Linked DNA regions of Mus musculus: all the other regions are linked to region 1. The links are chromatin contacts, called in public Hi-C, HiCAR-type and promoter capture Hi-C maps. All regions are on one chromosome and are shown on one strand. Each heading gives the region's core, a stretch centred on a gene start, on an enhancer-like site or on the middle of the called end of the contact. The rest is flanking DNA. Distances are from core to core; before and after follow the strand shown.

Region 1 (3,397 bases), core at 115-2,614:
AGAGAGCAGATCTAATCAGTCAGCTACTCCTCTGTGCTCAGCTACTTTCCCAAGTAATAAATATCCATCAGCCCAATGATCAGTTTCTTTAAAGCCTCTAAACTGCACACATCACACAAGTTTTTCATGTAGTGGCCTCACGGCTAAAGTAGCATAGCTTCACCAAGGAGACTGCCAAACTCTACAGTTCAGTGTAAATGCACAGACTAGAGTGTTCCAGGAAAGTCAGGAGAACCCCCAACTACGCTAACTCTCAAATCCGGACTTCTGTGGAAAAGTGAATCTGAGCGCCCAGGGACGGAAGAGGGAGGCTAACACAGAACCCAGTTCACCTGGCTGATCCCTTCACCAGGGGCTCCAAGCTGACAATCCCAGAGGTGCAAGACCAGAACTTAAGCAAAGTGGAAAACCTGCAGGGGGTAGGAAGGTGTGAGCTCACGTCCACAACTCGGGATTAAATAGATTTACATCAGGACAGTGCAGAAGTGTTTTTGCTAAACCGCTAATGAGTAGCCCTGGAGACTGTCAGCAACCTACTCCCCCTTCATCACTAAACCTAAGGACAGCTGCGGTCAAGGGAAGCCGACAAGGGCCAGGGATGGTGCACACAGCCCGGACCAAAACTATCTTCCCTCAAGGGGCCAACAAGAACGCAGCACCCCTGGGGCGTGTCTACTTCCAGGTCTAACCTCTAAGGCCTTGAGATCCCTAGCCAGCTCCTCTGGATCCACTCCTGGAAAAAAAGAAAAGTGGACCTTCTCAGAGGGGGTCCGCAAGCCTGGGGTCTTTGGGAAGAGAAGAGAACGCGGCTCTAGAGCCCCCACGGGAGGTAGGAGGGAATTGACGATTCGGATCCACTGAGTCTCGAAAACTATGAAAGTCAAAAAGGACAGCATGCAGCCTTTCCTGTCTCGCCTCACACCCCTAGTTCGTGTTCACCGGTCAGGCTTGGCTCTCACCACGGCGGTCACAGAGTGTGGGGAGGACGGAAATGGAAGGCAAGAGTCTGCAAAGCGCCCCATGAGTGCGTCCGCGTGGGACTCGTCCGCTCCGGCCGCCCTTCGGGCCTCCCGGGCTCCGCCCGCCGGCGCGTGGCCCCCCGCGCGCGGACTAGAAGTTTCGAGCGGCGCGGCCCCGCGCGCTCGGCCCCAGCGCGGCCTGACAGGGGTAGGCGCGGCCACCGACCCGTGTCCCAACCGTCGCGGCGCACCCCTCACCTCGGCCGCCGTTCGCCTCGGGTCCCACTGAGCACGCCGCCCCGGCCGGGCTGCGACTCCGACCCCTTCCCGTTCCGCTCCAACCGAGCTCCCCGGCCCTGCCCAGACCCGCCGCAGCCGCTTCTGCCGCCAGCCGCGACCGCGCCGCCCCCGCCGCGCCCGCTGTGCTCGCCCTATTGGTTGCCTGCATCCAGACCCCGCCCTTCGGCCCAGCGGCGCTCCAGATTGGATAGTCTAAAGCGGAGGCGGCACGCCCCCCCAGAAGCTAAAGGAACTACCTTGGGCTAGCATTAGCGGCCTTTCCTGTCAGTCAAACGAGGAGCTACTACTTAAGCCGCTGAGAGGCCAACACGGGTCACTCCCTGGGAGACGCCCAAAGGACCGGGACTAAAGGACTTTTTTTTAAAGTGGGCCAGAGTTTTGTGGTTTCCCTAGCACCCAGAACAACTGCGGTCCCTGATCTATAATTCAGATAAGGTGGACTTTGAGAAAGTTTCCTCGGATCTGGAGAAATTGCTACTTTTCTAGAGGACCCGGATTCCATTCCAAGTACCTAGTACGTAGAGGCTTACCCTGATCTGAAATTCCAGTTGGAGGGTTATCTGTCTGACGCCCTCTTCTGGCCTTTGTTGGTACCAGGCACGCACGAGGTACAGACATGCTAACACTCATACACACAATTTTTTTTTTTTTTTAAAGAAAGTTTCCTCCAAGCCAGGGATGGTGGCGCACGCGTTTAATCCCAGCACTCAGGAGGCAGAGGCAGGTGGATCTCTGCGTTCATGGCCACTGTGGTCTACATAGTGTGTTACAGGCTAACCAAAAACACAAAAAAGAAGAGGAAGTGGGGTGGAGAGACTTCCCTCCAGAGGATGCCGATATGGCCATCAGAGCACCAGACAATATACAGACTTTCTGCTTCTCACATAGCGCTGCCAGATAGGAGGTTGGCCCTATGAGCAAAGAGAAATAATGAGCCAAAACGGCTAATACCTCGCTGAGCACTACCTCACACAGTCCCGGCCAGGAGGACAGTAAGCGATGCGTGGGTGAGGGTCTGAGAAACTGACAGCAGGTAACTTTCTGGGAACTGTATGGAGTAAAGAGTAAATGGTGGCAGACAGTGGCTAGTGTCTGTAATCCCAGTACTCAAGAGGCGGATACAGGAGAATGGCTGAGAGCTCCAGGCAGCCTACGCAACCGAGTAATTGGAAGAAAGAAAGAAAAAAAGGTAAGGTCAGCCTGGAATATATAGTAAGACCCTGCCTCAACCTCCCTGCAAACAAAACAAAACAGAAAAGGCAGATGTAGTAGGTAGCACTTGGAAGGTAGAACAGGAGGGTCAGGAGTTCAAGGTCATCCCCAGCTACACAGGAAGTCCAGTTTTCAGGCTGGACATAGTGGTACCTGCCTGTAATCTCAGCATTTAGGAGGTAGAGGCAGAAAGATCAGGAATTCACAGTCATCCTCAACTGCATAGAGAGTTCAGGTCAGCCTAAGCTATATGAGACCTTGCCCCTCCCCCACCCAGAAAATATAAAATAACCTCCCCCACTCATATCCTTACAGTGACCAACATTTTCAATATGTATTTATTTATGTATTTATTTAATTACCCAGAGGCTAGCTGTATTGCCTGTAAAATACCCTTTTAACAATGATGTCTGTGACTCCTTCAAGAAAAAAAAAATCATCTCAGTAATTCCAATGTCTAGAAGTAGAGATAGCCAGGCATGGTGGTACATGCCTTTAATCCCAGCTCTCAGGAGGCAGAGGCTGGCAGAGCTCTGTGAGTTCAAGTCCAGCCTGGTTTGCATAGTGAGATTCAGGACAGCCAAGGCTACATATCCAGACTCTGTCTCAACAAAACAAAACAAAAGAATACAAGGTGGGGGGGAGCAGCTGGCAAGTGTTCGGTGAACCTAGCAAAGACAAGGGGCAACAATATCAAACACAGTGACATTTTTACTGTCCCAAGGTGGATAGAATATGACAGAGAGCAAAGACCTCCCAGAAAGCAATGAGCTCTACAGGGAGAAAGAAAGGGGTTCCTCTCCACTGGAGCACTTCAGGCATGCAAGAATCGAGGAGATATGGTAGGGAGGGTTGCTTGGCAGCAAATGGCCACTCCACCCTGCAAGTTCCTTCCCTTCTTTGGGGCTTGATTTTCTCCACTTTAA
Region 2 (3,340 bases), core at 805-3,304, 1.1 Mb before region 1:
CAGCATAATCACTGAACAGGCCCTCTTCTGCCCACTTAGTAGGACCACAGTCTTCCGTTGAGTGCCTCCCCACCCCCTGCCAAGAGTTGTCTTCTCACAGCCTGTCAGGACACAGGCAACAGCACAAAGGGCTCAAGACGCTAACTGCCACATTCCCCCCACCAGTATTTTCTGTGAATAAAAAGACGACCCTGCCCGTTGAACAGCATTTCTGACAGTGGAGAGAAATCTCTTAGGACATGCCTCTTCTCTCCCTGCCAGACAGCTGGATAGGATGAGGGGTCGGTGGTTTGTAGCTGAGTAAAAATGTACTTGGACCCAACTGTCTCAAAGTCGTAACCTCTGATTCATCATCAGCGTGAACTTGCGAACTGTGCCCTAGAGCTTAGAAATCACACACGGAACTGGCAGTCTGAAACCGGGCAAGCTATAGCAGTATAAAAGCCTAACACAGAGCACAGAAGCTGGTGACCCACTTTAGTCACTGTCAACACTTGGAAAACATTCCATTCACTTTCTCTTGAAACATTGTGTTCCATTAAGAATTACTCCAAAACCTTTAGTTCAGCTGCTCTGCTGTTCTCCTTGGGAGCCCCAAGGCAACTCTTTCTAGCTCCTTCAGACAGTCCCTGCAGGAAAAACCTCCGACCCTTCACACCCTCAGAGCTGGGGGGTGGGTGGGCAGTAACACTTTCAAAACTTCAGGGCTAAATACACACGGTAGTTTACTTGTAAGCAGCAGGATTGCATCAAGTTCAAGGCCAGCCTGAGCTACGGTATGGAATCTGGTTTAAACCCACGAAACCAACAGCTGGGAAGGAAAGCAAATCTCTAGAATAGTCTGTTAGTTAACATAGGCAAGAACTGTAGGACACTTGGTGCGAGGAATGCTTGGCTGTTTACAGAGAGAATACTCCAGTGTCTGCTGCTGCCCTGACACCCACAAGAACTGGGTGGGCTGCTGGGTAGGGACAGCCATGATAGAGTACAAGGTATTAACTGTACATTCTAGTTGGTGATAGAAAAAAAAAGGGAATTTCTACACTGAACATACAAGGAATTTCACTCCCTTTTTTTCTATCCTTCCTTCCTTCCTTCCTTCCTTCCTTCCTTCCTTCCTTCCTTCCTGTTTTGAGACAGAGTCTCACTATGTAGCTTTGGCTGTTTTGGAACTCACTATGTAGACATGTAGACCAGACTGTCATAGAAACTCACAGAGATCCTCCTGCTCCTGCTTCCCATGTGCTGGGATTTTGTGCCCAGCTCAGTGTAGATTTTTTTTCCTAATTAAATGGGGGTGGATCCTCTAAGCCAATCACTGACAACAACATCCCAGTTCCAGGGGGTGCAGCAGAGTTTGTGAGGTCCAGGGTCCACTCACCGTCCCCACCCTCTTTTCCCCACCTTCGCTGAGCCCCAAAGGGCAAAAAGAGAGGTCTTCGGAGAGAGGTCTGGTTTGCTTAGGTACCGCCTGTCCCTGATAAGGCTAGAATGCACGCCAAAGGGCAGGTTATGCAAAGGTCCAGGGTCAGGCTCCACTCTGCTTACTATAGGACAGAGATTCTCAGCCCTGCGGCCTGGCTACAGGCGGGTTCCCAGGCTCTGTGTCTTAGGGGATGAGCCCTTCAAAACCTGCCCTCTATCAGACTCTAGGAGGTTCTAGCATCTTAGCCTCAGCTTGGGACAATGGAAAACAGTTTACTCGGAGGCCCTTGGAGGTTCCCCTCTGCCCACTCCAGCCCCGCCCAGGGGGAGGGACTGCTACGCTCCAGTGCCAAGGTAGCCCCAGCGCAGGGGTTGGGGTGGGGGCCCGCCTCGCACCCCTTGTACAGCGAATGGGCAGACCCGCAACCCTGCAACCCTTGCCTTTACCGGTGCGTTCTGAAACTCAGCCGAGGAGAGGCAAGAGGTGTCTGGAGCCTCGCAGGAACAGGAGGAGTAGGAGCTCGAGGAAAAAGGGCAACTCAGGAGGATTCACTCTGAGGTGGAGGGGGAGTTGTGAGGAGCAGCAACTCTGAAGAGGAGGGCACGTTCTGACGGGGAGGAGGAAGAGGAGGAGGCGGGAGAGGAATGGGGTTGGGGGGGGGGGGAGAAGAGGAGGCGGGGGAGGAGGGGAAGGAGGCGGAGCAACTCTGAGGAGGATGATACATTCTGGGGAGGAGGCTTCCACTCTGAGCATGAGGGGGACACTCTGAGGAGGCGGATCCACTCCCGGGAGGTGAGACCGATTTGAGGAGGAGGAGGAGGAGGAGGAGGAGGAGGAGGAGGAGGAGGAGGAGGAGGAGGAGGAGGAGGAGGAGGAGGGGGGGCCTTCCTGGGAGGAGGCACTGCAACGAGGAGGCGGGGCTCTGAGTAGGAGGCTTCAGCCCTGACAGGTCCAAGGTCAAAACCTTGCTATCTCCCCCAGCACCCAGAGAGCCCCCTGGGACTTAGCTTGTGCTCCCAGAGGGATTAGGGACCACAGTGAGCGACAGATGGTTCTTGTGGACACTGAAGACAGAGGGAACTGCAGTGAGAATGTAAAAAGCAGTCATTCATTCACCCTTTACACACACGGGGATCATGCTGAGATTAAGAGTTAATTTTTCATCAGTGACCACAGAGACCGGAAGACCACACACAGGATAACACACGCACATCCTGAAGAACATCATCCACATGTTCTTTGTTAAGAATAAAGAAATGTCCTTCGGGAATTAAGTAGTAAGCAGGTCATTTCCAGATAAATGTAGAAGGTCATTGGTGTCAGTGGACTTAGCATACAGGGCGCAGTAGAGGGAGTTCTCCATGCTGAAACGAAGTGATGCTAGCCAGTTAACTCACAGCCATAGAAGAAATGAGCACAGGGCGCAGTAACAACGCGGTAAAAGTGCTAGCGTGCTTCGGGTTGTAAGGCCTTTCTTTTTGTCTGTATGCCTGAAAACCGATGCATAGAACACCAGTTACAAGTCTGTCTTCATGAGTACAAAACATATAAACATGCTATCTGTGGCAAAGATAGTATAGCGGGGAAGGGTGAGAGACTAGACGAGATGTCCTGTGTCTGTATACTACAGAAGGTAACTTGTTATTCAAATAAGGTTTTTGTAAGTTTAAGGTGTTGTTTTATGCCTGGCAGCTCACTGGTCAGCTATCCTGGGATATGTAATGTGGCAGTAACAGCAAGGGAGACCCTGCCTTAACAAGGAGGGAGATGAGAACGGAATCCCAGATGTTGTCCTTTGACCTCTCTAGATGGCATCTCCCCCAACTCCATGTACACACCCTAACAATAAGTTTTAAAAGATGCTGATTTAATCCCCAAAGTAAATAATGGGAATCAAATAAAATAAAAAAAAAT
Region 3 (3,058 bases), core at 374-2,873, 1.3 Mb before region 1:
GCCATGGTCAGGACAGAATTTCAGCTCCCAGCGTTCCCATTCGGCTGACAAGTCAAAATAAACTCAAAACTTAGCCAGCATCTGGCAGGTCTCTAAAACACAGGTCTACATCCCTCCACACTCCCATTCTGAGCAGCTGGAAAGCCAGACCTTTGCGGGGGGGGGGGGAACCTTTGCGGGGGGGCGGGGTTTTACTGGGGAGGGGATGCTTCTGAAATTCCAAGGAATGAAGGTCAGGTTTGAGTCACACTGGGTTGGGGAAATGGATGGAGGTGGGAGGAGGGCGGGAGAGGGAGATGCAGCAAGGGAACCCGGCAAGCATCCTCTCCCTTCGCTAAGCCCACGACCACCTTAAAACTGCCCCAGTCCAGTGGCTTTCCTGACCATCGTCCGTGCCTCATTCCTTGGACAGCGACTTTTTGTCTTCCGCAGAGGAGGTTAGAGCCACAAGGAGGATCCAGAGCCCAGTACAGGCAGGGAAGGTCAAGGGGAGAGAGAGCTATCAGGTATCTATCTCCCTCTGTGAAGCAGAGACGGGGGAGAGAGGTCCAAAAGAACAAAACAAAACAAAAAGAGAAAGGGACTGCGGAGAGGCCAAAGATTTAGAGGGTCCAGAAGGATGCAGTTGCAGTGAAATTTGGAGCCAGCTAGGGACAGTGAAGACAGGACGGGCGGGCAGGCAAGCGGGCGCACTCACCTGGTCACCGTGCGCCGAGCGCGGGGGCTGTGCGCTCTCTCCAGGCCCAGGCGCGCCCCGATGCCGACCAGCACGAGTAGAGCGGCGACACCGCACACCGCGTAGACCGCAGTGTGGCTGCGCTCCCGGGCCGGGTCGCGCGGGGCGGCGGTGTCACGGGCGCGGGCGGGCGGCCGGCCAGTCTGCACCCAGGCCGGTGTGTCGTAGTTGGAGCAGCGGCTCTGGTCCAGGCGGCGCGGGCCGTCGTGGCAACAGAAGCGGTAGCCGCACGTGCCGCAGCAGAAGCTGTAGACGCCCGAGCTGCAGTTGAAGGGCGGGTCCCACTGGCCCATCACGTCGTAATAGCCGCGGCAGCGGTCGCCTCCCGCCGGTGCCACGGTACCGGACCCTGCGATCTCCTGCTCCTCGGGAGCCCCCGCGCGGCCCGACGGCGACCCTGCCAGCAGCAGCGCCAGTCGGAGTGCGAGCGGGAGCCCATGCGAGCGCCGGCCACAGCGCTGTCCCCGCGCCCCAGCGCGCTCCATGCAGCCCGCTCCTTCTGCTATTGCGCCCGGCGCATGGCTCGGCGCGTGGCCGCTCTGCCAGGCTCCCCCAGCCCTCCGGGACCGGTCGCTCGGTCGCCCAGCTGCCCGCGCAGTCTCCCCGCCGACGCCTCCTGGTGCGTCTGCGGTTCCAGACACAAGTGAGCTCGGTGTAGAGTACGCGGGGCTGGATCTCCGGTGGGCGCGTTTTCCTCCGGGGCTCACCTCGGACTGCGCACGGTGGAGGCGGGCGGCGAGTGCTCGCCTGCACAGTCCCCAGCTCCCTCTGACCCGGGAGGGCGTGCGGGGCCTGGGTCTTTTGGAGACTGCGCCGGGCGGCGGGTCGCCGGACACCTCTGTCTTCCCGCCGCCCGCTCCGCGGTGCCCGCGCTCTGGCTCCGGCTCCGGCTCCGGCGCGGGCTCGGCGCGGGCTCGGGCGGGCGGGAGGGAGCGAGGGGAGGAGGGCGGGAGGGAGGCAGAACCGGGGGAGGAGCGCGGCCGCTGCGCCGGGAGGGAGGGGTTCTGTAAGGTCAGTGCAGCAAGCGCGCCCGACCAGGGACCCTCTCCAAGACCTCCCTCAAACTGTTGTCGGAATTGGGCCCTCGAGGGGGCTCAGCTTAAGATCTGGGGATTCGGATCTTGGCAACCTTGGATGAGCGATTCCCTGCTTTTTTAAGTAAGGGGACAGAGGCATAGAGATCAAAGCAGCCTGGAATTCACTGGGAAGGGACTCACAAACACACACACACACACACACACACACACACACACACACACACACACACGCCCCAATGTTCCATTCCTGTGTCTGGTCCTGACATGAATGAGGAAGGCACAATAAGGACCCCCAACACAAAAATGGCAGAATCAAGCTTTGATCAACCCCTCTCTGGTCTGCCCCAGAGCATGTGCCCTGATTCTAAAACCTGGACATTTGGCTGGGGTCCTAGGATGTCCCAGTTCTGGAAACAGTCTGGCCAGAGCCCTCAAGTGGTCGGCTCCCCTCCGCGGCCTCTGCTATAGAAGGCTGAGCAGGTCCTGGGGACCAGGCCAGTTGTACTCCCCTGTCTGTCCTCAACTCTCACTCCCTGGGACTCCCAGGTCCTTTCACAAGCTTAGGGAAAGAATGAGGAGGCATGGCTCAATGCCCCATTCCACCACTCCCCCGCTGAGCTGCTAAGGAGAATATGACCCTGATGCCAGTCATTGCCTCTCCCTGCCTCAGTTGCTATGGTTAAGGTCAAAAGGTCTTCTTGGAGCCAGGCAGTGGTGGCACTCACCTTTAATCCCAGCACTTGGGAGGCAGAGGCAGATGGATTTCTGAGTTCGAGGCCAGCCTGGTCTACAAAGTGAGTTCCAGGACAGCCAAGGCTATACAGAGAAACCCTGTCTCGAGAAAAAAAAAAAAAACAAAAAAACAAAAAAAAAAAAAAAACCAACAACAACAAAAAGGTCTTCTTGGTGCCAGCAATGGCATAGCAGTACTGAAGGCTTGCGGAGAGGTTGAAGAAGGAGGACCACTTGGGCTCACAACTTTGACCAGCCAGGGCAATGTGCTGAGACCCTGTCTCAAAAAGCAAACAGAACAAAATAGTGTCCTTTCACACACTAAGGACAAAGCAGGGGGATTCCTTGAGGCAAAATTAATCTAAATCAGAGGTCCTCAACCTTCCTGATGCTGCAACCCTGTGACATAGTTCCTCATGGTGACCCCCACCATAAAATTGTTTAATTGCTCCTTTATAACTGTAATCTTGCTACTGTCATGAATCGTAGTGTAAATATCTGATATGTAGGATATTCGACACCCAACCCCTAGGTTGAGAACCACAGGTCTACA
Region 4 (3,348 bases), core at 410-2,909, 1.2 Mb before region 1:
CCAGAGTCAAAATCTCTGTCCTTAGAAGCCGATTGTGTGTGGTTTGGGGGTGGGGATCAGAGGCCTTCTTTTATTGTGTTGGTTTGTCTTATGCAGCCCAGGCTGGCCTGGAACTCGGTATGTAACAGAGAATGGCCTGGAGCCTCCTGCCTTCGCCTTATAAAGCTGTGGTTACAAATGTGTCCTTGTGTTGGCCTGGAGATAAACGGTGTTTATTTTCTACTCCCCTGGGGTTCTGGTCACCTTGTTATAGTTACTTTTAATTGTCAATTGGACACAACCTAGAGTCAGTCATCTTGGGGAGTCTCAACTTTCTAGATGCCTTGTAATGTTTTTAAATATTTATTTTATGTGTGAGTACTCTATCTGCATGCACCTGTAGAGGGCAACGGACCCCATTACAGATGGTTGTGAGCCACCATGTAGTTGCTGGAATTGAACTCAGGACTTCTGTGAGAGTAGACAGTGCTCTTAACCGCTGACCATCTCTCCAGCCTTCGTTTGTAATTTCTTAATTGGACTGAGGTAGGAAGGCCCACTACAAGTGGCACAATCCCCTAGGGAAGGATTCTGAGTTGTCTTCAGTGTGGAGAAAGCCAGATAAAAACTTGCAAGCATGTGCTTGTTCGTTGCTTCCTCTTGACTGTGGATATACAGTGACCAAGTGCTTCAAATTCCAGCAGCAATGACTTCTGCAGCAAGGAGCGAGCCAAACATGTCCTTTCTCCCTGAAGCTGCTTTTGTCGGGGTATTTTATCACAGCAAGAGGAGAAAGAAAGGAAACCAAAACACACCTCCCCCGTTGTTTTTACATGCTGACGTCTAAACTCTGAGCCTTGTCAATGAGAAAATACGCAACCCGTGAGTGTGTTTTTGGCGTGCGTTATGAGCTATGAACATTTGCAGAGACCAGTAAAGGAGCCAACTCGGCAACCATAGGCAGGATCACGGAGGACTGATGACAGCTAGGAGCGGGACCCTCTCTCCTGCAGGCTCCCGTCCCTCATGTTAGCCCAGAGTTCAGGCTACAATCTCAGCAACTTACACCCTCAGCTCGGACGCACAGTCATCTTTGAGCATCGACTCCGCCAGCTGCTGCAGAAGCGCATCCTCGGTGCTCACCAGCTGCGAAGGGAGAGAACCAGGCAGATGGAGATCCGAGCAGGGCGGCTCCTTTGGAGGGCCCCGCACTCCGAATCCCTCCTGGGGGTACACACTCAGCTAGAGGCGGCTCGGAGGGAGCCATTTCCTCAGAAGAGGAGCCCTAAGGAGCCATCCACGGAGGGGGACCGCCCGGCCTCCTCCTCGAAACGCGGGAAAGCCACGTTCGAACTGGAACGCCCACTCAGCCGGTGGTAAAATCAGCCGCGCGCCTATTGGTGGAGGCGTCCCTCAGCCTCGCGAGCCGCCGCTCCGATTGGTCCAGAGTAACGCGCCCGTCCGCCCGCCCCCCGCTGTCGGAGCGCGCTGAGGCTGAGGAAGGGCACCGGCTTTGGCTGCGGGGAAGCCGGTCCAGGGGCGCTGCCCGCACCTACCAAGACGGTAGCCCTGTTCAGGTCGGGCAGCTTGTCCATCGACCTCAGCACCGACATCTCAGCGGCAGCAGCGCCACTCGGCTCAGCGCATGGCGCTTTCAAACCGTCGCAAGGCCCGCCTCTCTAGTGGGCGGGGCGCGGTACGCATGTCCGGGCGGGGCTTTCTGAGCCGCCACTTTTAAAAGCAACCGCCACTCTTTTTTGTTTGTTTGTTTGTTTGTTTTTCCTTCGAGACATGATTTCTCTGTATAGCTCTGGCTGTCCTGCTGGGATTAAAGGCGTGCGCCACCACGCCTGGCAGGAACCGCCACTCTTAAAAGAGCCTGTTCTGTCTCTGCCCCTACTCCCCACTCCCAAGATTTATTTTTTTAAAGATTTATTTATTACATATAAGTACACTGTAGCTGTCTTCAGACACACCAGAAGTGGGTATCAGATCTCATTACGGATGGTTGTGAGCCACCATGTGGTTGCTGGGATTTGAACTCAGGACCTTCAGAAGAGCAGTCAATGCTCTTAACCTCTGCGCCATCTCGCCAGCCCCCCAAGATTTATTTTTAATTACGTGCAAATGTGTGTGTGTGCGCGCACGCGGACTCATGTGAGTGGAGGCGGCTGTAGAATTCAGAAGAGGGAGTCAGAGTCTCTGGAACTGCATTTAGAGGCAGTTCTGAACCACTTGACATGATGGGTATTTGGTTCCCATTGGAAGCAAATTCAGGTGCCATGTTAATTGCTGAGCCATCTCTCCAGTCAGCCTCTACTATCTTCGTTCTACAAAAAGATTTATTGCATTTAAAAAAAAAGATTTTCAATTTAATTTAAAATTTTTTTCTTTTATGGGTACGGGTGTTCTTGCCTGCATGTGCACCATGTGCACAATGCCCCCCCCCCTCCCCCCAAGAGGTTGTCAGTTAACCTTGAAACAAGTTACAGACTGTTGTGAGCTGCCATGTGGATACTCTGAATCCAACCTGGGTCCAAGAGCAGCCAGTACTCTTAATGGTTGGTTGTTCAGATAAGTACAGCCTGTTTCCCCACATGTCTATTCCCAAGGCTGTGATCTCTTTCTCCCTTGGTCTTGGGACTCCTCCCCTCCCGCAAGTACCAGGATTAGGGGCCTGAAAGGTACAAATGTATGAGTCCGGGATTCACTGAAGAATGGTACCCGGGATTCAATAGTATGTAAACACAGAGTGTTTTATTCTGCAGAAGTCTAGCATGCTGGGGTCTCCCATTACCAGAATAGAGAGACAACCAAGTAAGTTTGAAGGCCTGAGATTTAAAGCACAAGATATAGGTAGGTAACCTATATCTTGGTCCATCTCCACGGTCATTCCATTACCAGGGAATGGGGCTGGAAAGTGAGGTCTAGAAACTGTGGCTGAGGAAGTAGCTGAGGAAATCTGGAAACTGTTGCTGATCCATTGTCCTGGCCTCTGGCCAGGTGGCTAGGCAGCTCCTGATGGCTGGGCAGCTTCTATTTATTTATTTATTTATTTTGTTTTTGTTTTTTGTTTTGTTTTGTTTTTTTGTTTTTTGAGACAGGGTTTCTCTGTATAGCTCTGTTCCAGCCTATAGTTCCAGGCTGTCCTGGAACTCACTCTGTAGACCAGGCTGGCCTCGAACTCAGAAATCCGCCTGCCTCTGCCTGAGTGCTGAGATTAAAGGTGTGCGCCACCATACCCGGTTGGCGGGGGAGCTTCTAACTAGCGGCCTAAAGCCTGTTTTTTATGTTTGTTTGTTTTTTCTATTAACCAGCCTGTCTGGGCTTGCCTGGACTTGCCCAGTTCTTAGGCCTAGTCTCCTAAAC

Evidence for each region. Promoter capture Hi-C pulls out the DNA fragments that hold promoters and counts their contacts. Hi-C and Micro-C count contacts between places; a contact is called where the count stands out from the background. HiCAR-type assays count read pairs that join an accessible place to other places.
Region 2: a contact with region 1 is called in a HiCAR-type map of astrocytes, with 5 times the contacts expected there. The contact joins the promoter of Cyp2d22 here to the promoter of Pacsin2 in region 1. A contact is called at or near these places in 2 of 39 promoter capture datasets (cranial neural crest and pre-B cells) and 1 of 115 datasets of contacts at active chromatin or transcription factors (astrocytes).
Region 3: a contact with region 1 is called in a promoter capture Hi-C map of embryonic stem cells, with 2.6 times the contacts expected there. The contact joins the promoter of Shisa8 here to the promoter of Pacsin2 in region 1.
Region 4: a Hi-C map of B cells shows a contact between it and region 1, with 6 read pairs. The contact joins the promoter of Cenpm here to the promoter of Pacsin2 in region 1. A contact is called at or near these places in 4 of 39 promoter capture datasets (cranial neural crest, embryonic stem cells, hippocampal neurons and 1 more), 1 of 484 Hi-C or Micro-C datasets (B cells), 4 of 115 datasets of contacts at active chromatin or transcription factors (embryonic forebrain, embryonic stem cells and pancreatic cancer cells) and 1 of 9 other capture datasets (pancreatic islet).

The regions. Positions count from the first base shown.
Region 1 is chr15:83,463,242-83,466,638 of GRCm38.p6, forward strand. It overlaps Pacsin2 (protein kinase C and casein kinase substrate in neurons 2), which reads right to left and starts at 1,365. Exons shown (of 11, transcript NM_001159509.1): 1 at 1,218-1,365.
Region 2 is chr15:82,378,206-82,381,545 of GRCm38.p6, forward strand. Cyp2d22 (cytochrome P450, family 2, subfamily d, polypeptide 22) reads right to left here and starts at 2,055. Exons shown (of 10, transcript NM_019823.4): 1 at 1,873-2,055.
Region 3 is chr15:82,211,192-82,214,249 of GRCm38.p6, forward strand. It overlaps Shisa8 (shisa family member 8), which reads right to left and starts at 1,624. Exons shown (of 4, transcript NM_001207021.1): 1 at 698-1,624. The coding sequence starts at 1,221.
Region 4 is chr15:82,243,088-82,246,435 of GRCm38.p6, forward strand. It overlaps Cenpm (centromere protein M), which reads right to left and starts at 1,660. Exons shown (of 6, transcript NM_025639.4): 1 at 1,536-1,660; 2 at 1,046-1,125. The coding sequence starts at 1,592.